Linked DNA regions of Mus musculus: all the other regions are linked to region 3. Evidence: chromatin contacts called from public HiChIP or PLAC-seq data. All regions are on one chromosome and are shown on one strand. The core of a region is the stretch at or near the end of the contact, and the rest is flanking DNA. Distances in the headings are between cores, read along the strand shown.

Region 1 (2,792 bases), core at 55-2,554, 800 kb before region 3:
ATGGACACACTGGGCTACTGGGCTCCAAGGGTCTGGAGGGAGCAACCTTAGTCTGGAAGTGTGTGTGTGTGTGTGTGTGTGTGTGTGTGTGTGTGTGTGTGTGTTGGGGGGGGTGAATAAAAATGCAGAAGGCAGGAAAAGGGGAAAGATAAATGAGAACCTTAGAAGCCAAGCTGGGAGGAAGGATGGTCAAAGTTCTGGGAAAGCTGGAAGGAGTGGAGGCTGAGCTAGGCTTTCTATTTTTTTTTTTAAGATTTTATTATTATATTTAAATACACTGTAGCTGTCTTCAGACACACCAGAAGAGGGTGTCAAGATCTCATTATGGATGGTTGTGAGCCACCATGTGTTTACTGGGACTTGAACTCAGGACCTTTGGAAGAGCAGTCAGTGCTCTTAACCCCTGAGCCATCTCCCCAGCCTTAAGCTAGACTTTCTAAGGGATGAATTAAGATGCTAGAGTGGGTCGGAGGGCACCGAAAGGGCACACAAACAGGTCCCCGGAAGCTCAGAATGAAGGAAAGAGAAAGTGTGTGGATGGAGAAGGAAGTGAGGAAAATGAAGGTAAACCAGAAATGACAACCTGGGGAGGGGAATGTTGGGCGTGTCGTGTCAGACTCTCTGACCTAGGTCTTACCCTTCTCCCCACCCTCGGAAAACTCCTTCGGGTAGAAGGAGCCTCTATGTTGGAGGAGACACTGACAGGCTCAGGTGCTAAGTCCTGTACCTACCTGGTCCTGGGACCAGGCCTGTGGGAGGACTGTCGGAGAGCCGTGTCTTGTGGAGGGCTTGAGCGGTGAAGCGGTAGGTTGCTAGACTGTCTGAGAGTAGAAATTCCTAGAAGGGTGCATGCAGCACGGGTGATTTTACCGTAATGGGTTAGGGCCCCTGATGATGAGACAGGCCTTGGTAGGAGACTAAAGAAAAAAAGAGCTGAGAGTGGAGACGAAAGTCGGGCTGGACAAGTGGCACGCGCCGAAACCTGCAGGGGAAGGATGGCGAGGAGCCTTTCCAGGGGCGTCTGAGGGTACTGGCTCCGCAGCGACCCAGGCGCACCTGTATGGAAAGGAGAGGAAGGGGCCACTTGGAGTCTGCAGGGCAGACTCCGACCCCAGGGACTTCTGAGAAGCCGTCGCCTATTTCCCATCAACGGTTAGAGCCAGGCAAATGAAGGGGCGTGACCCTGGAGCTCAGGTTTCTTCCTCTTCACCTGGACGAGGAGGGGGTAGGGGCCAAGACTTCCGGTTCAGGTGAGTGTCCCTTCAGTGACGTCAGGTCACTCGACTGCCCCTCTGGTCCCGCCCAAGTTGCAGCGCTCCGGGTGCCTGCGGGGGCGCGTCCCCGACGTCCTGCATATATATACTCAGGTGCGCCGCACCTGCTCGCCCGCACCTGCCGCCGCACCGCCAGCTCCCTGTGCCGCGCACCGCAGCCTGGGGCCCAAGGGCCCGCATACTTTCTGGGGGCCACGCCCTAACGGCCCCTCCACTTCTTTGGGTAGTCTCGGAGCACGCCGGTAGGAACCGCCCGGCCTTCGGGGACCGCTTTTGTCTGGAACCAGTCCTTCGGGCGAAGCCGGTTCCCTCTGCTGTGAGAGTGTCGCTTCACCGGAGGGGACGATTTGTGTTTACCTCGGTTAACAAGATTTGTAGTTACCCGGTCCAAAAAAAAATCTTTTTCTCCTTTGGGTGACTTAAATCTCTATCCAAATTTTCTTGTGTTGCTGCTCCCCGGATTTTTGTTTTTTTGTTTTTTTGCTTTACTGTAGGGTCGCCCTCCCGGCGCGTCCCGTCTTTTCTGAGACAAGGAAATGGCCAACTCGGGCCTGCAACTGCTGGGCTTTTCAATGGCCATGCTTGGCTGGGTGGGCCTGATAGCGAGCACTGCCATCCCTCAGTGGCAGATGAGCTCCTATGCGGGCGACAACATCATCACAGCCCAGGCCATGTACAAGGGGCTCTGGATGGAGTGCGTCACGCAGAGCACCGGCATGATGAGCTGCAAAATGTACGACTCGGTGCTCGCCCTGCCGGGTAAGGCCGTGGGACCGACGGGGCGGACGTGCCCAGGGTCAAGGTGGCCGGGTTGGGTGTGGGGCAGGGCCCAGGCCGCACTGCCCGGCGCCCGGGGTTGCCAGGGAGGAGGAAGTGGACGCCTTGGGCTCAGTCGGTGGGACAGAGAGAGAGCGTGCCTGGGATCTGATCTGGGTGTCCCACGTGGGTCCACGCCCCTCTGCCCAGATTTTTTTTGGGGGGGTTTCCTGGGCGAAGCACCCCCCAACCCCTGGCAGTCAGTGGTCTCTCTCTTCCCCTGCTTCTTTCTCTGGACAAAAGGAGAAGAGGGACGGAGGTTCTCAGGGCCGCGGAATCGTGCCCTCGTTAGACGTGGGACCGTACTTGTGGCCTCTAATCTTATCGGCCGATTAGCTGAAGCCACAAACTCGGTGGCCTCGATAGCGGGGCCAAAGCTAGGACACGCGCCGGCTGGTGTGGCTGGAGCGAGGGCCTTAGCCGCCACCTGCACTTCTCTTTCGCCCCCTTTCTCCCTTCCCCCCTACCTGGAACGGTTTCATCGAAACCTTGGCGCCCCGGGCGGGTTCTGGAGCGCAGGGCGGGGCGGGGAGCGGAAAGGACTTGGTGGCGGGATGGGGGCGGGAACCGTCTGCACAAGGCCTGCCTTGGACTAGGGGGCCCCAGGCTGCCGGCGGAACCAGACAGGCGGACCACGGTCCAGGGGTTAGTGGGCGCGGTCTGCAGCACTAAGGCTGGCGCCATCCTAAGGCTACCTGCCAT
Region 2 (2,830 bases), core at 97-2,596, 550 kb before region 3:
TTGGTACAACCCAGAAATAGTCTCCTCTCTGGCTGTATTTCTATTTCATCACGGAGAGAGCCATTCCTTTGGGCTGGCCGGGTTCCACTTACAGAGAGCAGACTTCTTACTGGCCTTCTCAAGAAACCAGCCAGCTGTTCCCTGCCTCCTTGGTGGCTGAGTACCTGCAGGCGCCACCACTCCGGTGGCTTTCACAGACAGCTCCTGGCTGGTGAATGCAGTGAGGCCACTTTCCTAAGGTGTCTGTGGCAGGGCCTCACACCTTCATGGTCTTCTGTTCTAGGACATTTCAGCAGAAAAACCATTTATGTGAAAACCCAGAACTGAGAAAAGGGTAGACTTACTGAGGAGGGAGGACGCTGATTCCCTGGGGTGGGAGTGTGGGATGGGAAGGTAGCCTGGCTCTCCTTTAATGGTTGTGAGGCCTTCCCCAAACACAGTGATGTGCTTCTGAAAGTCTGTCTACTCTCTTTAGTCTTCCAGTTTCACGACTTCTCAGCTACGTTTCTTCCCTTTCTAGGCTGATACTTTCTCATCAATTAGGAAACACCGCCATCCCGTGGCTACGGGTTGATATAAGCTCCAACCTGCAAATCGCTGAAATTTCAATGGCATTGTTTAATGATTAAACCAAATGAATCAAATGGCGGAAGTAAAGCAATAGTGACTGCTAAAGAAGGTTGCTCGTTAAAATCTTCAAGAAAAACACCTGGGTTTATTTCTCTGAATTCTTCCTTAAAAAAAAAAAAATCTTGCCCAAGCCTTTCAGCTATTCCCAGCCACCCTCACACTGTGGCTCTGCATGAATTCTGTCCTTTCCACTACAGTTCACATCAATCTGTCTCTCCAAGCTCTTTCCCTCAACTGTCCCCAATCTCTGTGTCACTCCTAGGTCTGTTCTCCCTGTATCCTCCCACGATAGTATAAACCTAAGTTCAATTTTTTTTTTTTTTTTAGCTGAACGCTTTGGGGTGGGTTAGGGGTCAGCTATTACATTTGTAAAATGGGGATAGTGCCATCTTCATAGGGATATTGTAAGGATGAAATGGCCAAGTATGTAAAGACTGCCTGGAACATCACAGGTCTTGGTACCGAGAACTCGCCTTCCTTTCTAGTGAGGGCATGCTGGTGTTGTCCATTGGAGGCCAGTGATTTGAGTGATTTGATGTTGGAGCTTTACAGGATCCTCAACAACAAATCCGAGAATCCAAGAACTCATTTAGGTTTTGGAGACCACTGCTATTTTCATGCGTGGGCAGTTGGCCGGGCGAAGAGTGCAACCGGGCTCTTCTTGCGTGCGCAGCAGGTGCGTGGGTGTGAGCCCCGCGGCGTGAGAGGCGCGGGGAGAGGCGGGGCGCGGCCACCAGGTACGCTCACTCCTCGCGGTTCCCCAACCAGGGCTGGGGCTCGTGTGTGGATAATTCAATCCTCGTGGGACTCGGCGTCAGGCCTTAGCCAGGCCTGGGTGGATTGGCTGTCTCTCTTTCCCCCGCCCTCGGTATTCACCCCCACCCCCACCCCGTGTCCCAGGTGGCTTGGGCCCCTGTGGTGATCTCTGTTTACTGGAGAGAGCGGTCCAAGTTGGGCTCCATCTCTGTGCTGGCTAGCTGCTCCGCAGAACCCTTTCTGCGGAAAGCGCGGAGAAAATCCGGCCGAACCCACCTTCGCCCTTTCCCTACCCCCAACGCCGGGAGAGGTCGGGTAAGAGAAAGAGGGTTTGGGAAGGATGAGCCCCTGGCCTGGGGGATCCTGCTGCCCCTCCATCCCAGGACCTCACGCGCACCTAGGACTTCTATCCCTAGGCCTGGTTCCCGCGCCCATGCTCCGGGCGACGTGCCCTCCCTGGGCGAGCAGCCCGAGGCTGGATCTCAGGGACGTCAGCTCCCTAGCGGAGGCCCAGGCGTGGAGACTTCATTCACAGGTGTTTCCCCACCCCAGCAGACGGCGATGACCCCCAAGCCGGCCGGACCCCCGGACGGGGGCTGGGGCTGGGTGGTGGCGGCCGCAGCATTCGCCGTGAACGGGCTCTCCTACGGGCTCTTACGCTCCCTGGGCCTTGCCCTCCCCGACCTCGCGGAGCACTTTGAACGAAGCGCCCAGGACACTGCGTGGGTCAGCGCCCTGGCCTTGGCCGTGCAGCAGGCAGCCAGTGAGGGGGGCCCCCCGAGGTGGGAGGCGGGCACCGGGTGGAGAGGCCGTGGATGTAGTGATGGGAGACAGCAGACTTGATTACCAGACAACCTGAGAGTTACTGGTGGAACCAAATTCTAGAAGAGTGGGTCTTGAGGTCAATGGGAGGAGTTACCAGGCCAGGCAAAACAGCCAATGAGAAATGTTTCGGATAGTTTGGGGGTCCCGGGGCATGTCTTCGTTGACTCCGCCCCCTTCTAGGCCCAGTGGGCAGCGCCCTGAGCACTCGCTGGGGGGCACGCCCCGTGGTGATGGTTGGGGGAGTCCTAACCTCGCTTGGCTTGGTCTTCTCGGCTTTCGCCCGAAGCCTCCTGCACCTCTACCTCGGCCTGGGCCTCCTCGCTGGTAAGAAGAGTGGGGTGGCTGTATGTTTAAGGGGTGATAATGGGGACAGGAACTTCTTATAGGATAGGGGACTGTACAAGGCGGTGTGTGTGTGTGTGTCCGCGTGAGCGTGCAGAGGAGAAGAGGGGCTAAAGAATGTTTGCAAAGCCATGCCTGTACCCTCATCCTGTCCTATCCATTTGCAGGCTCTGGCTGGGCCCTGGTGTTTGCCCCAGCCCTGGGTACCCTCTCTCGGTACTTCTCCCGCCGTCGGGTCTTGGCGGTAGGGTTGGCGCTCACCGGTAATGGGGCATCC
Region 3 (2,700 bases), core at 192-2,691:
GATAGAGAAGAGAACGAGGTACAGAGAGCTGCATCTTGTAGAAGCTGGAGGGGCAGAACAGTCCACGTCTTTCTTTATACCAGAAACAGAACTAGAGAAGTTGGTGTTTTCTTGCTCAGGTTTAGTTATTCCCTCCCTGTGCCCCCATCTCTCCCTTTGGGAATAGTCATGTGTATTCTGCACTGTTATATTTTGGAGCATCGGGATTACAGTTGCTCATGGGCTCTGGGGATTCGAACTCAGGTCCTTCCACTGCATGGCAAGTGCTTTAACTCCATGAGTCATCTCCCCAGCCCTTACCTCAGAACTAGTTACTCAAAACTAGTTACCCCCCCTGCCTTTTCTTCAAATGTCTTGTTTTTATTTCATTTATTTATTTTGTTTAACAGTACTAGGGGTTGAATTTAGGGCCTACCTAGCACATTCCAGGCAAGTGCTCGACCTCTAAGCCACACCCCCAGCCTCCTTTGCCTTTTCTCGGTTCAGATCTCCTTGTTTAGGTCTATTACAAAGACCATGGCTTCAGAAAAGACCTGATTCCTTACAAATGTTGCTTCAAACTGCACCACCTTCCCAGATAGCAACTGGAAGGAAGGACTGTTCAGTCTTATTTGTATCTAATGTTCACCTCTGGACCAGTCAGAAGGAAGGGGATAATGTGATTAGTCAAGCCAGGGCCACCACTGAGCATAATTAATTCAAGGCCAGTCCTAACTGCCTCAACCTCTCCCTCCCCCACACAGAGATCTACTTCACTGGGCTTGGTTGCTCACTTCAGCAGTTGGAAGGCTGAGGCAGGAGGATCACCACATTCATAGTCACATACGTGCTGTGCTAAAAGACCAAATTTATTCAAGAAGAGAGAAAGGCCAGCAAATAGTGCAGTTCCCATTGCCTGCGGAAAACGGAAATCACACTCAACCTTGAGTTTTTTGTCAAAGCATCACTCCCTGAAGCCTTCCTGACCTCAAAGCAGGCCTCCCCTCCCCCCTCGCTCCTAGAAGATGACAGGCGCACCCTAAATCTAGGAACCGGAGTTGACAGACTCTTGGAAAGCGGGAGGTGAGGCACAAACGCGGCTGCTCGACACGTCCCCGCGGGAAGCGTGGCGGAGTTTCGAGTTTTCCAGCCCACGGAAACGTCAGGGGCGCGCAGAGCGGCTGCTGCGGGGCGGAAGTGCATCCCCGGGGCCCGTCTAGGAAACCGGGAGGACCCTGCGCGTCAGTGGTCAAGGGACACAGTGGGTTTCGCGAGGTGCATGGGACATTCCAGCTAGCCGACCGGCCCTGTCCGACCGGGCGAAGATGGGGTGAATGTGGGCGAGAACGGCAGACGGGAAAGCTGAGACGGGCATGGGGGCGTGGGCTCGCTGGCCACCTGTTCCTCCCGCGAGTGCGGCTCGCGCGGATTGGCCGCAGTGCGCCCGGTACCGGAAGTGGCCGGCGTGGGTCGCCCGTGACACCAGACAACAGCTGCGGTTCTGTGCGCGCCGCGGTGCAGCGCCTCGGGCCCGGCGGAGGGAGCGTGGGCGGCATCCGCCAGCGGTGAGGCCTCTCTGGTTCCGTCGTGCCCGGGGGAGGAGGGCGCGGGGCTCCCGGCCTGGAGCTGGAGTTCTGACTGTAGGCCCGCCCCTGACTCGGGTTTGCTGTGTGACCTTGGACTTTATGGCATCGGGGGCTCCTACTCATTTGCACACGGAGAGGGTGGAGCCTGGGCACTGTCAGGGGCCCGATCCTAATTCTGCTTGCAGGCCTTGTCAGCCAGGGAAACTGGAGAAGCAGGCTCCGACACGGGCATGCCAAAGACCTATGCCTATTTTTCTTCTCTCTCTCTCTCTCTCTCATTTCATTCTCTAAGTATACTGCTAGAACGAATAGCAGGCAAAAATTGGGGGCCCCGTGGCATGTTGTGACCTGTGCTGGCAGGCAGGACATTGGCTTACTAAGGTTAAAGAAAGATGATAGAATTGGGACTAAAGAGAAGACACAGTAGTTCTTGCTGCTCTTCCAGAAGACCCTAGTTTGGTTCCCAGAACTCAAATCAGGCGCCTCGTATCATCTGTAACTCATGTGCACACACATCTATAACTCTGTAGCAACACACAACTACACATAGTTAAGAATAATAATAATAATCATAAATGAGACTGAATTGAGCACAGAATTGACAGAGTTCCCTTGATCCTGGATACCAAAGGAGGAAGATAAATAGTGTCTTGGGAGAAAGAACTTTTCTTGTTGTTGCCTTAGTTTGACTTTTTTTTTTTTTTTTGAGATAGGGTCTCCCTACATATCTCTGGCTAGTCTTGAACTCACTAGGTAGATCAGGTTGACTTAAGACTTTCAGAGATCCATCTGCTTCTGTCTTCCATGTGCTGATATTAAAGGTGTGGGTCATCGTGCTCGGCTAAGAACTTATTTTTATAAAACGTTGATACCAGTTATCTGTCAGACACTGCTCTGGTCTCTTTAGGGACAATGGTGAATGGAATCTTCAATTAACCTTTAAAACAACTGCAGACATTCACCCAGATAGCTCAGAAACCTCACTTAATGTTTTCCAGGTATCAGAAATGTGCTAAGCACTGAGGTTAACAAGATGAGTAGAATGTCATCCTTGGTCACATTGTAGAACAGTGGTGCTCAGCCTGTGAGGTGCAACCCCTCTGAGACTTGAATATCCCCTTTACAATATATACAC
Region 4 (2,820 bases), core at 29-2,528, 760 kb before region 3:
CTGTGGGACGTGGATCCACCTCTCCTGTGCTAAGATTAAGAAGACCAACGTTCCCGACTTCTTTTATTGCCAGAAATGCAAGGAACTTCGGCCAGAGGCCCGGCGGTTAGGGGGTCTCCCCAAATCTGGAGAACCCTGACATCACTAAGGCTGGAACTTGTGACATTACTTGGGAACTGAGCCTCAGGGTCCCCAGCCTTCCCTTGGAGTGAGGAGGCTGTCCCCACTTGAGGGCCACAATTCCCAAGGGAGACGTATTTGGAAATGAGTGTCTTCTACTCTGTCCTTCCTGCTCCATGGACTTGAAGTTGACCCCATTACAGTTGGGTCGGGGAGGCTGGATCTGTAGACAGAATCTCTGTCCAGTCAACCCTGTACCCTTTTCACTTGCAGGTCCAGGGCTCAAACTGGGATGTAATGGGATAGTTGTCTATAAAACTGTAGTGTAAATACAGCACTCCCCTCATGTTTCTTCTCTCTCCCGTTTACTTTCTTTTACACCGGATGTATTTTTAATTTGGGGCTCCCCCATTTGAGCGAGGTTGCTCAGAGGTGGAGTACCAAAGCCTGTGGAGTGAGGAAGGAAAGAAAAAGGTGTCAATTAGCACTCGCCTCGTTTTTAATACTGTTGGCCGGCTGCTCAGACAGACGGCCTGCGTGTTGTAAATAAAGCAGAGTGGGCTCTTGTGTTTTACAGCCCTCCTTGTCCTATTTGGGGAGGGGATCTTTGGGAAACCTGGTGGAAGTCTTGGGTGGAGTTGGGGCTGAAGGCCACTTGTAAGTCCAGGGCTGTAATTCCACAATTTGGGAGGTGGAGATGGGAAGTTTAGGGGCCAAATCTGGCTTGGGCACTGTCTAATGCCCCTCAGACATCTCTGAAGACTATTTCGGCTTTCTCATCCCAAGTACAGTCTAGTAGGAGTACTGCCCTAAGGGTCCCAGGTTACAATTCTCACTCATCAGCCCATATCCCCGCCCCTCTTATAGTTGCTATTGAGGTGCCTTGAACCTCAGATGGGTAAGGCAAAGTGGGGGCCAGTTGCCAGCATTCCAAGAGTAGAAGCTTGCTAAGGTACTTGGGAGGGGGGGGGGCGGGTTGTACACGTTTGGGGGCGGAGTCGTCTAGGGCTGAAGACCGTTGCTCAAGGCAGTGGTCACGTGAGTGTCTAGGTGGAGCTTGTAGTAACGTGACTCAAGGAAGTCACGTGAAGCACAGTCGGCTGCGCAAAGTGGGCGGGCTTGGGTCACGTGGCATGGGGAGAGGTGGGCGGGGACCTCGGTGCTGCTCGCGACGTCCGTGGAGCTAGTGGCCCTCGACTGTGCGGTCTAGGTTTTGAGTCTCGCCACACAGCTCTTCCCGATCAGCCCGCTGGTCCCCGCCATCCTCCTTGGGCACGTCTTCCGCACTGGCCCTGCGCTGTTGGCGCTAGCGCGTCAGTTTGCGGGTGTGCGCAGGCGCGGCGGGGGCGCTTAGTCCTGTTGGGTGGGCGGCTGAGCCCGGGAGCGCGCGAGCGAGACCATGGCGGGCAGCAGCGCGGGGGGCGGTGGTGTAGGCGAGACGAAGGTGATTTACCATCTGGATGAAGAAGAGACTCCTTACCTGGTGAAGATCCCTGTCCCGGCGGAGCGCATCACGCTCGGCGATTTCAAGAGCGTTTTGCAGCGGCCCGCGGGCGCCAAGTACTTTTTCAAGTCCATGGATCAGGATTTTGGGTAAGCGCGAGGCCTAGACTGGGAAGGACGGTGGGTATGCTAGAGTGGATTGGGCGATATTGAGGGAGACCGGTCTACCTTGGACTGTTTCTGGCCTGTAGTGGAGCATAGCATATTGTACTGTGCTAAGGTAGAAAGCCCATCCCAAGACGGACAAGGTTATATTTGGACACATAGAAGAAAGGGCTGGATGGCGAGAAAATTAGGTTGGAGGAATGGGGAACACTGGTTTGTTTGGCCATTCTCTCTCCATGATTTTAGCCAAAAGGCAAAGAAGTGATGCTTGAGGTTATGCTAGGCTGTGCGGAGATTAGAGCCATCTATCTTTTGGTGAGCTGGGATGCTCGCTCTCAGACGTCTGCACGCGAGTTAGATAGAGATAGTCTGTAATTTTGTTTGCCTGTTTTGATTTGTTCTTTTGTTTGGAGGTAGGGCTTTATTCCTTGTATCCTAGGCTGGCTTCGAACCCATGGAGTTCCTGCCTTAGCCCCCAGAGCTGAAATAAACAGGTGTGAGCCAATATGCTGGGCATGCAGTGTTTTTATGTAGACCGGGCTATAGTGAGACAATTAGGCTATTCTGGCTTATTAATCAGGTTCCATAGTATTATTTTGGGATGGTAGAGTCTGTAATATTGCAGCGAGATCTATTGGGATATATTAGGCTGTTTTGAAGTAGACTTTCCTGGCAAAGCATGTACCATTCTGAACTTTTCTGAGTTCTTATTTCCTCTTAGGGCCAGAACCTCCTCTCCCCGCTACCCCGATACCCCCTGGGGGCTGAAGAGAGTTGGAGGATTTTTTTGCTTTTTTTTTTTTTTTAAAGATATTTTATGTGTTGGGCAGTGGTGGTGCACATCTTTAATCTGAGCACTTGGGAGACAGAGGCAGGCAGTTTTCTGAGTTCAAGGCTAGCCTGGTCTACAGAGCCAGTGCCAGGACAGCTAGGGCTGCACAGAGAAACCTTGTCATAAAACAAACAAAAGCTACTTTATGTGTTTGGGTGTTCTGCATGCATAGTGTGTACCACAAGCATGCAGTGCCCAATGAATCCAGTAGATGGCATGGGATCTCCTAGAACTGGAGTTAGCATCTGCCAGCCACTATG
Region 5 (2,795 bases), core at 190-2,689, 570 kb before region 3:
TTTTGGTTTTTAACTCACTTTGTAGACCAGGCTGGCCTTGAACTCAGAAATCTGCCTGCCTCTGCCTCCTGAGTGCTGGGATTAAAGGTGTGAGCCACCACGCCCAGCTCTCAGGCACACTCTTAAGACAAGGGCAATAAAAAAAAAAAAAGTAATCACATTCTTCACCAAAATACCACAAAACAGCCTTTAGGTCATGCATTGAAATTCTCCACTGAAACCTCTTGGGCCAGGTTCTTAGAATTTAAATCACTCTCAGTGACAAAGTCTTCCTTATGCCTACTAGGATAACCCATTAAGTCCCATTTAAAGTAATCCACTGCTTTCCAAATCCAAAGTCCCAAAATCCACATTCCTCCAAACAAAGGCAATGGTCAGGCCTATCACAGCAATACCCTGTTGGTCCCTGGTACCAACTTCTGTCTTAGTTAGGGTTTTGCTGCTATAAACAGATAACTGTGACCAATGAAAATCTTATAAAGGACAACATTTAATTGGGGCTGCCTCACAGGTTCAGAGGTTCAGTTCATTATCATCAAGGCGGGAGCATGGCAGTGCCCACGCAGGTATGGTGCAGGCAGAGCTGAGAGTTCTACATCTTCATCTGAAGGCTCCTAGGAGAAGACTGGCTTCCAGGCAGCTAGGATGAGGGTCTTAAAGCACCCACAGTGATATACCTACTCCAACAGGGTCACACCTTCTAAAAGCACCACTCCCTGGGCCGAGAATATTCAAACCATTACAACCAGTTTCATGGCAGGCACTGGGCATTGGGCCTTGTGCCTCCTGCTTCTCCCCAATGATGAGAATCCATTCACATCTTATAGTCAGGGCTCACATAGGTTCTGAGGAAAGGAATGACACGGGTTAACAGAATCTGAAGGAAATGTATGAATCATTTCAGTAGAAAGGAAGACAAGTCACTCGCTCTGGTGCCACCGGAATTCTTAGGCTTTGAAATGTCGGAATGAGTCATAACTGGTCATGTTTTATAAGTTAAAAAGCACTTCAATTGTGTATTATTCACAGGGTGCATGATTACTTCACGGGGGTGGACAGAAACAATTTATCGCCATTTGACAGACCGGTTGCTGAATAAGAGAGGAAGGCCATTAAACAAAACACAGCAAGTGGTGAGCAACGCCCCGCCCCGCGCGCATGCGCGCAAGATCAGTTTTCTACAGGGTGATTTGCACTGACCGTGGCAAGCTAGCCATTCGTTATGCTTTGGATACTGCTCAAATGTGGTCCCTCAGGGCTCAGGCGTTGGGGGCTTGGGCCCTGAGGTGGGATGACATTTAAGGGGCAATGTCAAGCAGGCGGTAGGTAGGCCATTGAAAGCTCTGGATTCACAAAGAACTAATGCTGTTATGAGACAGTGAGTTGGTTCCTACGGGAGTGGGCGTTAGAAAAGAGCAAGCCTGACCTTTGCATCTCTCTGGTTTCCTGTATCGTCACCACGTGATTGCTCTCGCACGCGATCACACCACCCTGCGCTCATCTGTCACGGATCCTTCTGGAAAACGCAGCCAGTAGCAGCCCTTTGCCCTTCAGCCTCTAAAGCCATGAGCTAAGTAGGACTCTTGAATTTATAAAATTCCCTGGCTCATATACCTTTTAAAGCAAAAGAAAATGGATGGATTCACTCTCTCTTTAGAACACTAAGGGATAGCTACAACCATTAACATCAGCCGAGTCTAAAGAGTACACACATACCCTAAACATACCTAAGCATGGAGAACTGAAACTAAGAATGGAGAGAGAATGTTTCAGAAAGTCACATAGGACACATATAAACTAAGTAGCTTTTAACCTTGGTTAAAAAAAAATTGTAATCATATCTGTTGCAAAAAATCAAAACCCCCTAAAACCCATTGTTTCTTTGTATCAGCAAAGCTCAGCAAAGAGGCTGAGCTCTCCTCCTCTTTTTCTTCCTTCCTTCTTTCCTTCCTTCCTTCCTTCCTTCCTTCCTTCCTTCCTTCCTTCCTTCCTTCCTTCCTTTTTCTTTTCAAGACAGGGTTTCTTTGTGCAGCCCTGGCTATCCTGGAACTCACTCTGTAGACCAGGCTGTCCTTGAACTCAGAAATCTGCCTGCCTCTGCCTACCAAGTGCTGGGATTAAAGGCGTGCGCCACCATGCCCCGAGCTCTCCTCCTCTTGAGGCTCTGCTGACTGCAATGAGACCACAAGAACAGAAGTGATCTCTTTGCCCTTTGGCTACCTCTGTTCATCTCAAAAACATTTCCTGTTCCGCCTCACTGCTATGGAGTCCACACTGAGGTCTTAATCCAATTCTCAGTATAGGTTGGAATCCTTCCCTTTTGTTTTCGCTGTCCTCTGCCACCACACACACAGCAGGATTTTCCTTTTCTTAATTATTTAATTTTGTGCACCTGAACATTTTGCCTGTAGGTGTGTGTACTGTGTGCATGCCGGTGACTGCGGAGATCAGAAATCCCTGGAACTGAGGTTGCAATGAGCCTTCATGTAGATTCTGGGAATTAGATCTGGGTCTTCTGCAAGAGCAGCAAGGGCTCTAAACCACGGAGCCATCTCTCTTCTTTAAAGGTCATGTCATGTCCATCACTCTTACCAAAGTCAGAGGGAAAGCCAGGCATGGTGGTGGTGCACTTCTTTAATCCCAGCTCTCAGGAGGCAGAGGCAAGAGGATCTCTGAATTAGAGGCCAGCTTGGTCTATATTATGAGCTCCAGGACAGCCAGGACTACATAAAGAGACCCCATCTCAGGAAAAAAAAAAGGGGGGGGGTGGCAAAGAAAAATTACGTTTCATACAG

What was found. HiChIP or PLAC-seq counts read pairs in DNA pulled down with a chosen protein or histone mark.
Region 1: an H3K4me3 HiChIP or PLAC-seq map of bone marrow-derived macrophages shows a contact between it and region 3, with 4 times the contacts expected there. The contact joins the promoter of Cldn7 here to the promoter of Zfp3 in region 3. A contact is called at or near these places in 1 of 115 datasets of contacts at active chromatin or transcription factors (bone marrow-derived macrophages) and 1 of 9 other capture datasets (pancreatic islet).
Region 2: a contact with region 3 is called in a FOXA1 HiChIP or PLAC-seq map of pancreatic cancer cells. The contact joins the promoter of Slc16a11 here to the promoter of Zfp3 in region 3. A contact is called at or near these places in 8 of 39 promoter capture datasets (embryonic stem cells, hippocampal neurons, liver and 4 more), 1 of 484 Hi-C or Micro-C datasets (embryonic stem cells), 7 of 115 datasets of contacts at active chromatin or transcription factors (embryonic forebrain, embryonic hindbrain, embryonic limb bud and 4 more) and 1 of 9 other capture datasets (liver).
Region 4: a FOXA1 HiChIP or PLAC-seq map of pancreatic cancer cells shows a contact between it and region 3. The contact joins the promoter of Dvl2 here to the promoter of Zfp3 in region 3. A contact is called at or near these places in 3 of 39 promoter capture datasets (hippocampal neurons, liver and neutrophils), 3 of 115 datasets of contacts at active chromatin or transcription factors (bone marrow-derived macrophages, large pre-B cells and pancreatic cancer cells) and 1 of 9 other capture datasets (liver).
Region 5: a contact with region 3 is called in a FOXA1 HiChIP or PLAC-seq map of pancreatic cancer cells. The contact joins the enhancer-like site here to the promoter of Zfp3 in region 3. A contact is called at or near these places in 8 of 39 promoter capture datasets (embryonic stem cells, hippocampal neurons, liver and 3 more) and 1 of 115 datasets of contacts at active chromatin or transcription factors (pancreatic cancer cells).

The regions. Positions count from the first base shown.
Region 1 is chr11:69,964,117-69,966,908 of GRCm38.p6, forward strand. It overlaps Cldn7 (claudin 7), which reads left to right and starts at 1,305. Exons shown (of 4, transcript NM_016887.6): 1 at 1,305-2,033. The coding sequence starts at 1,811.
Region 2 is chr11:70,212,564-70,215,393 of GRCm38.p6, forward strand. Slc16a11 (solute carrier family 16 (monocarboxylic acid transporters), member 11) reads left to right here and starts at 1,347. Exons shown (of 5, transcript NM_153081.3): 1 at 1,347-1,701; 2 at 1,939-2,149; 3 at 2,392-2,535; 4 at 2,721-2,830. The coding sequence starts at 1,948.
Region 3 is chr11:70,763,006-70,765,705 of GRCm38.p6, forward strand. Zfp3 (zinc finger protein 3) reads left to right here and starts at 1,442. Exons shown (of 2, transcript NM_177565.3): 1 at 1,442-1,544.
Region 4 is chr11:69,999,314-70,002,133 of GRCm38.p6, forward strand. It overlaps Dvl2 (dishevelled segment polarity protein 2), which reads left to right and starts at 1,279. Exons shown (of 15, transcript NM_007888.4): 1 at 1,279-1,713. The coding sequence starts at 1,520. It overlaps Phf23 (PHD finger protein 23), which reads left to right. Exons shown (of 5, transcript NM_030064.4): 5 at 1-698. The coding sequence ends at 139.
Region 5 is chr11:70,188,467-70,191,261 of GRCm38.p6, forward strand. No RefSeq gene overlaps it. Among named protein-coding and RNA genes, the nearest start is that of Clec10a, 23 kb to the left of the region's middle. Within about 2 kb of position 1,440, at least 58 of the 459 cell types and tissues checked have an H3K27ac peak or open chromatin away from gene starts, as enhancers often do. A contact at or near this core is called in pancreatic cancer cells, where this site is marked.